2 separate regions of the Mus musculus genome follow, and region 2 is linked to region 1. Evidence: chromatin contacts called from public Hi-C data. All regions are on one chromosome and are shown on one strand. Each heading gives the region's core, a stretch centred on a gene start, on an enhancer-like site or on the middle of the called end of the contact. The rest is flanking DNA. Distances are from core to core; before and after follow the strand shown. Region 1 holds the start of Spata1 (spermatogenesis associated 1). Region 2 holds the start of Srsf11 (serine and arginine-rich splicing factor 11).

Region 1 (3,806 bases), core at 951-3,450:
CAGTATAATACGTCTCATGTGACTCATGGACTGAATATTAGAGGTTCCTGCAGTTCTTAAACGCTTGTACAAATAACCCACACCCTGCTTTGCCTCTTAAAAGTGGCTACTGTATGGAAGGTAAAGTATGAGTTTTCAGTGTTACAGCATTTGGTTTTGTTCAAGATCAGCAGTTAGCATGAAGTGCCTGTTAATTCCTTTCCCACACATTTCTCCAAGTACCACGATGTATGGACTGTATCTCTAGGCACAGAATCCTAGGGAAGGAACGGTGAGAAACCTAAGGCTGTTTGACTAACAGTGCTCCAGGCCGCTGGGGTGCACTCCTTTAATCCCAGCAGGCAGAGGCAGGCAGACCTCAGCTTGAGGCCAGTCTGCTCTACAGAGAGTTCCAGGAGAGCCAGGGTTATATGGAGAAACCCTGTCTCAAGAAAACAAAACCCAGCATTCTAAACAGCAACCTTGAGACTTAAGATGGAATGGCTGCTAGTACCCAAGCCACAGAGCAGCCACTATCTACCATCCAGGAGGTTGACACTGCAAAACTATTAGTCAGGCTTCCAAATGTCCTGACCTACCTGAGAGTTTGGTAAAAAAAAGCACTTGTAATTACCACCTAAACGAATACAATAGTAAGTTTATGCTAGCTTTAAAATGTCACACACAAAAAGCACCTAGCATAGGTGTGGTACATGGATGATATCAAATGGCACCTAACCTAATTTAGGAACCTAGATTAGACATGTAACATTCCCAAGTGAGATGAGCCTTGCCATGGAAACTTCAAAAACCTGTTTGTCTGTGGTGGCTCGAGTCATCCCAGTGAGAAGCCTTCAGAAGAATTAGGACGCAAGGCAAGAGAAGCTAGGAGGTAGCCACAGAGCAGGTAGGGTTTTCAAAGAAAAGGAAGTCCTCCTCTGGGAGCTAGCTCACTGCTTTGGGCCACCAGGGTTAAGTACCGCCACTGTAATTACTACACGTACCTGTCTTTATTTCCTCCCCCAACCCACTATTTTTTTCCTTCCTGGCCTACTTTATGACAGTTATTATATATGAATGATGATGATCAATAGATCACTTCAAATTTCAGAGCTCTAATCTGGCCAAGACTAAGTCACTTGGATGAAAAGTGAGAATATGATTAGAGTCCAAACCAAGACTGATTGGGCGTCTCCCTACCCTCCTCCTATGGTTACCACAAGGAAGTTGAGCAGTCTCTGACATTTCTACTTGAGAAGAAAGCTAAATAGAAGCCTTCTCCAAAAGCACGTTAGAAATAAGGACTAGCCTGCTGAATATAAAATCAAATCACCTTGGAAACTGGCAGGGTCTAGCAAGGCGACTTATATTCTTGTTTCTTTTTATAATCACCGGGAAGTGTTTCACATGTAACCCGACCTATTACGTCAGAAAGAGGCCAAATCCGTTTAGGAGTTGAAAAAAATAAACCAAACGGTCCTTAGAGCCAAAGCGTCTGAATGCCTAGCTGTCTACCAACAAGGACAGCCTTTCCCTAAAAGTCAACAGCCCAAGACCCGACCCCCCAACCAGACCGCAAGCTCCCAGGCCAGCGGCCAGCGGTTTCTCGGGTAAACAGACACCCCAGCAAGGTCAGCCGAGCACGCCGCGGCGTCTGCTGCAAACACCTCTTTGTTCGAGGCTGGACCCCCACAAAGGTGGAGTCCGGAGACTCCCGGGACGATCCGCAAACAAAAGTTGCTCATCAGGCCGCCATCCGGAGCTACCCAGGCGGACTCGTGTGTGTTCAAAGGACGAGGGCTGGGAGTGAGCCTGGGTGAGACGTGCGAGACGGAAGTCGCTGGCGAGACCCGCCGGGGCCGCCGAGAGTCGGCGGGCGGCGGAAGGGCGGGCCCCCTCCTCGCCCTCGGCCCACAGCCCGGCCAGAGGAGCCGCGTGTCGGCTCGCGCTTCCCCCCAACCCCGGGGCCCACCGCCCGCCCACGCCCGCTCACCTTCACGCGGTTGAGCCCGGCCTCCAGCCGGAGCTGCTGGACCACCTTCTTCATGGCGGCGACGCTAGAAGAACCCGACATGGCGCTCGGGACAGCCGGGCCGACTCGTCAGTCCGGGCAGGGGGCGGCAGGTCGCGGGACGGCGGGGGCGGGGCTCCGAACTTCGTCGAAGTTTCCGGGGCTGTGCGCGCCGCGCATGCGCGCCGACGCCCCCTCCCCCTCCCCCCGGGACGGCCGCGGGCTCCCCCCGCGCGCGCGAGAGAGAGAGAAGGGGCGGAGCGGCCGGTGGGCGCGGTGGCGACGGGGGCGGTGCGGCCCGACGCCCGGCCGGCGCCTTCCGCCTCTGGAGGGGCTGGGTAGGGCGAGGTAAGAGGACGCCCCGGGGCGGACTCGGGAGCGCGGGGAGGGAGGTCCGCGACCGACGGCGGGGTGAGGGACGTGGCCGCGCTGCCTCGGGGCGTCCGTGACACGTCCCAAGTCCCGCCAGCTCAGCCCTGTGTGAGGCGCCCTCGGGTGAACCGGCGGCGCCGGCCGCAGCTCGCCCAGCCCGGGGCCCAGGGCGCCGTAACGGACCCGGGCCGCGGGACCCTGGACGGTCGGAGGCTGGCCTGTCGCCGAGAGGTGCGAGCCGCCCCGCACAGCTTCCTGTTAGCCCTGTCTTTCTGGAATCTGTCCCCCGTGCTTTTTTAAAAAATAAAGCGTTCGCGTTCGGGGATCGTTTGCTCTTTTGATGTCCCTGTAATTGCTGACTTCGTGCTTGTAACTGATGAACCCCAGAGGGGTTTTCAGAAGGACTCAAAAGTTTAGTAAGATTTAAATTAGTCCTGTTGAGACCTAACATCTCTAAACAGGAGGTTCGTCGTGAGTGCTGTTTCTTTGGGATACTGAGAAAAATGACATGGTTTGCTCTGGGCCAACACATCGCGTTACTGAGCAGTTAATATCAGTTTGGGGTTTTACCCAGTCCTTAACAGTGACCATCTAAGAAACTTGGGTTTGAATTTAGCCCTGGTGTGCTTGGGCAAGCCGTTTAAACTGCCGAAGTTAAAACGCTCCCTGGATTTCTTGGAAAAAAAAAATGAAACGAAATGAAATTATATGTGTAAAGAATACGAAAACTGAGGCTGGAAGATGGCAGTTAGAGGACTGGGGAACTGAGCCCTCGTGCAGAGGACCTAAGGTCACACTTCCCACCACCCACACTGGGCAACTCAAAAGCACCAAGTCCTGGGCTACTGTCACCCTCACTGGAGTCTGGGAACGTTTGCATTCACACACGTACATTAATTAATACATAATTTAAAAAGTGAACGAACAAACCATATTGTTTGAGACAGGGTCTCACTTTGTAGTTCTGGCTGGCCTGAAACTCCATGTAGACCAGGCTGGCCTCGAAACCCACAGCCTTCCAAGCATTGTGATTAAAGGCTTGTGCCTCCAAAATAAATTAATTAATGCAAAATGTAACACAAATATTTTACTTTGTGCCTTGTTACCTGTAATGTATGCTAAAATGCAGATTTCTAAGATTAACGTGTAACTTAAAGTTCTACTTTATATTAGTTACAATAATACTTAAGAACTATGGAATGTGCTGGAAGACATTTCAAAGAAGATTTTACATGGTACAGAACCCATTATTAAGGAAATGTTGAGGAATAAACAAATTTGTCTTAGTCTCAGAAAGTTTATTGTTTTCTTTTCCCCAAACTATTGAGCTAGGAAACCAGAGTGTATTGCTGTCTCACACACCAGATGCTATCATAGTTTTATGGTATGTCAAATAAGCAATACATATTGGGATAGAAAGGAAGGAAAATAAGATTGCCTTTAA
Region 2 (3,806 bases), core at 858-3,357, about 12 Mb before region 1:
CAACAGATGTGCAAACTGCAACACAGAACTATAAAAAAGTGAAGGAAATATGATCCCTCAAAAATTGCAACTGATCTTCACAGATACTGAAATAGACAAAATGCCACATGAAACTTTCAAATTTTCGGGTAAGAAATTACTAATTAATTAAAAGAGGATACAAACAAGTAGATGGTTTCAACCTAGGTCTCAGAGAAGAAAGTCAGCAAAATGGATGAAAACATCCACAATATGAATGAAAAGTTAGAAACATGGAAGAAAAATTCAGAAACTGAGATCAAGGGGGGGGGGGGATCTTAACATCAATTAGCATAGCCAAGACAATCCCCCACAGACCCACCGACAAGCTTACTTGTGTTGACCCTAAAAAAAAAAAAAAAAAAAAAAAAAAAAAAAAAACCACTTTCCTATTGTCCCAATGCTGTGCAAGAGGCTGCTTTACAATGGTATAGCAATTATACAACGGTTTTCAATACCAGTCTGAATACTCTCCCAAAATTGCCTCTGCCAAACGAACCAGTATATCTGTCTTCTCTCAGGTACTCAGGACATGGGTAGAAAGAAGGAAGCCATTTCTTGGCCACAATATAATCCAAATGGCAGCTAACCCAGTTCCCACCACAGTCCTTGTTGCCCTGTAAAACTTCAAAAGTCAGGCTTCCAATGTCTACATTTCTGTCAGCATTCTTATTTTCCAACTTCCCATAACAACAAAACAAACCAAAACACAGTCCATTATGCTCTGCCCATAACATTCAGCTTTTTTCCTAGACCTACATTCCAGAGCCTTCCACATTCTAGCCATATAAAATAGTTCAAATATCCTAGGAACCATGTAGTCAGATTTATCCACTTTCTGGGTACCAATTTCTATTCTACTCTTCTTTCCAGACGCTGTGGTAAAATACCATAACAAAGAACCTTAGAGAAAAAGTTTATTTTAGCTCATAATTTCATTTGCAGGCCATCAGTCAAGATGGCAGGAACTTGGAACAGCTACTCACAACACAACTACAATCAAGAGCAGAGGGAGAAATGAATTAAGGCACGCACACTTTTTTATACGACTCAACCTTTGGATTCAAGACCCAACTTAGGGAATGGCACAACCCACAGTGGGCTAGATCTTCCTACATCAATTATCAATCAAGACAGGTCTTCATAGACGTTCTTCATAGAGAACATGATCTAAATAATCCCTCATTGATTGTGTCAACTTGACACAAGTAATCATCACATTCAGTAAGCATACACATAATGTCTTTACTTAGTCAACCTTACAGATACATAAGTACATTATTAGAAGTGGAAGATTTTAATCAATGCAAGTAGAAAAAAATATTACAGAAAGAATGCTTCACTTCTCAATCCTCTCTTTGTCTCTGTCCTCTCCTACCAAACACATACACTACAAAGGTATTTATTTATACTTAGTAATATGTAGATTTGTGCTTGTTGATCATTCATAGGTTTCTCAGGATGTTCTCAAATTCATATACTCCGCAGCATTTACTCTGAATTAGTACTTAGGATAAGGAGTATGTTTGTCATTGGGATTTTCCTCAAGTGGAAGAAAAAAAAAGGCTAGGCTTGAAAGAAAATTATTCTAAGCTCACAGAGGGGAGCTGGTAAAACGAAAATAAGAGGAAGGCGAATCAAATACCTGCCTATCCTCTATCTCACAGCGAATTTACTCCCAAACTACGATGTTTATCCCGTATTCTGTGGACATCTCAGTGAACACTTCGAGTAAGTCAAGGCCAGTCTTAGCAGGGCCACGGAGCAGGCGCGGGTGGGTGCACAGGGGACCAAGAGGATGTTCGCGCGCTGCCTCACCTTCCCCGAGGTTCCTTCCCGCCAAGTTGAGTTGGCCGCTGCTTCTCGCTGCCTTCAGCAGGCCCTGGGGAACAGAGGGGCCTCTGTCCTTGCCCTCCGCGTGGAATCCCGCACGAGGGTCAAACCTAGGGGCTCTCAGCTGGCGCGACATATTCAAAAGCTCACACCGGAAGCCCCGACCACGGCTGTGACGTTTCAAGGTGCCATGGCTGGATAACCCCGCCCCTTCCGCCTCACAGTAATCCGGGCCTTGCCCTAGCTGCGCGCGCTGATGTCGTCACCGCCAGCTCCCGGGACCGCAGGACCGACGAGCCCTTCCGTTGCCCTCACCAACCTCGCCCTCAGGAGAAACTTCTTTCGGGTAAGTGCGTCTAACGGGCTGAGAGGTCCTCGTGGGGGGAACATGGGCTCCCTAGACAGCGCGGTCGGGCATGGCTGCGCTACCCAACGTCGCATCAGAACGTGGCGGCGTCGAAACCTGAGGCGCGGCCTGTGGCCCTGGGCGCCAGGCCTGGGGATCGCTGAGTTCAGTGCGGTGATCGAATTGATCCCGGAGAACAGGATGGCGAGTGACACGAAGCTTGGCCCTTAAGCTTAAGTACCCACCTGACAGCTAAAAGCTGTGGTGAAGGGCTCGGACTTCGAATCCTGCTCGCTTACAGACTAACTTATGCAGTTGGTCCCACGCTTACGAAGCTCATTTTTCACTGATTTACCGATAATCCAGTCTTAAGAAGTTTTAAAAATAACTTCGGATAATGAAAATGTAAATACTGACCTGGCATGGTGGCGCACGTCTTTAATCACAGCACTAGATTAGGCAGAGTCAAATGGATCTCTTGAATTGGAGGTCAGCCAGGTCTACACAGCGAGTCCAGGACAGCCAGAGCAACAGAGAAACAGTCTCAAAAAAGAAAAAAGGAAAAAAAAAAGAAGAAGAAAGAAAGAAAGCAAAGAAAATTTAAATGCGTAGTTTTGTTGTAAATACAAAAAAGAAAATTTTATTTAATAAGTAGCGATTTCCTGCTTAGTTTTTCCTGGAGTTTACAAAGTATTGATATATTTTCCCAAACGAAGAAGTAGCCCTCAACTATCCAGGGCTGGGGATATAATTCCCTAACGTGGGCAGGGCCGTGAATCCTGTGTCCAGCGCAGACCAAATTCTTTGACTGAAATTGATTTTCTATTACATTCCTCTTTAAGTTTAGTGTTTCTTTTTGCACACGTGAATAGGGTTTCACGTGCCCTGGTGCCTCAGGAGGTTAGAGAACAACTTGAGGGAGTGGGTTTTTTTTTCCACCAACCTGCAGAGCCATCTCACCAGTATGAAATGGTTATGAGTCTGGGGGATGTTTAGAGATTCACTAGAATGCAGCGCCCAGCCACCTCAGTCGGGTTTATAAAGGCAAAGAATGCAAAATTACAATGTGTTTATGTTCAAGCAGAACAAATTTATTTACAGGAACATCAGTTAAAAATATATATCCTTAGCAGTCCTTAACATAGGAGGTCTAATTTTGCCTAACTACAGAGATTTTTAACTTTTAAACATAGTTAGCCATCAACATGTCAGCCATCACAGAAATGAGTTTTTAAATTAATTTGTTTTCTGTGTATTTATGTTTGTGTTTTTTTGCTCTAAGAAAATATCAGATCCTTTGCAACTGTGGTTATGCAATGATTGTGAGCCGCCTGCCATGTGGGTGCCTGGATCAAACTTTGGTGCTCTGAAAAAACCTTAAGTGCTTCTAAACACTGAGCCATCTTTCCAGCCCCGATTTTCTCCCCTTCTTTTAAATGTAAAGAACATATGCAGGGAGAAGGCTGCATAACTCTTTTGTCATCCTAATGAGAAAAACAGTATTAGTTGAAAAGTAGATTTGGTGTGGTCTGACCATACTGTATCACATGCAGTTTCTTCACCCAAATGTATTTTAGAGTTTTGTTGTGTTTTGTTTTAGAGTCTACAG

What was found. Hi-C and Micro-C count contacts between places; a contact is called where the count stands out from the background.
Region 2: a contact with region 1 is called in a Hi-C map of CD8 T cells, with 7 times the contacts expected there. The contact joins the promoter of Srsf11 here to the promoter of Spata1 in region 1. A contact is called at or near these places in 1 of 39 promoter capture datasets (pre-B cells) and 1 of 484 Hi-C or Micro-C datasets (CD8 T cells).

Annotation. Positions count from the first base shown.
Region 1 is chr3:146,498,187-146,501,992 of GRCm38.p6, reverse strand. It overlaps Spata1 (spermatogenesis associated 1), which reads left to right and starts at 2,200. Exons shown (of 15, transcript NM_001316756.2): 1 at 2,200-2,338. Gng5 (guanine nucleotide binding protein (G protein), gamma 5) reads right to left here and starts at 2,157. Exons shown (of 3, transcript NM_010318.2): 1 at 1,973-2,157. The coding sequence starts at 2,053.
Region 2 is chr3:158,034,907-158,038,712 of GRCm38.p6, reverse strand. It overlaps Srsf11 (serine and arginine-rich splicing factor 11), which reads left to right and starts at 2,107. Exons shown (of 13, transcript NM_001379531.1): 1 at 2,107-2,197. The coding sequence starts at 2,108. It overlaps Lrrc40 (leucine rich repeat containing 40), which reads right to left and starts at 2,031. Exons shown (of 15, transcript NM_024194.6): 1 at 1,837-2,031. The coding sequence starts at 1,987.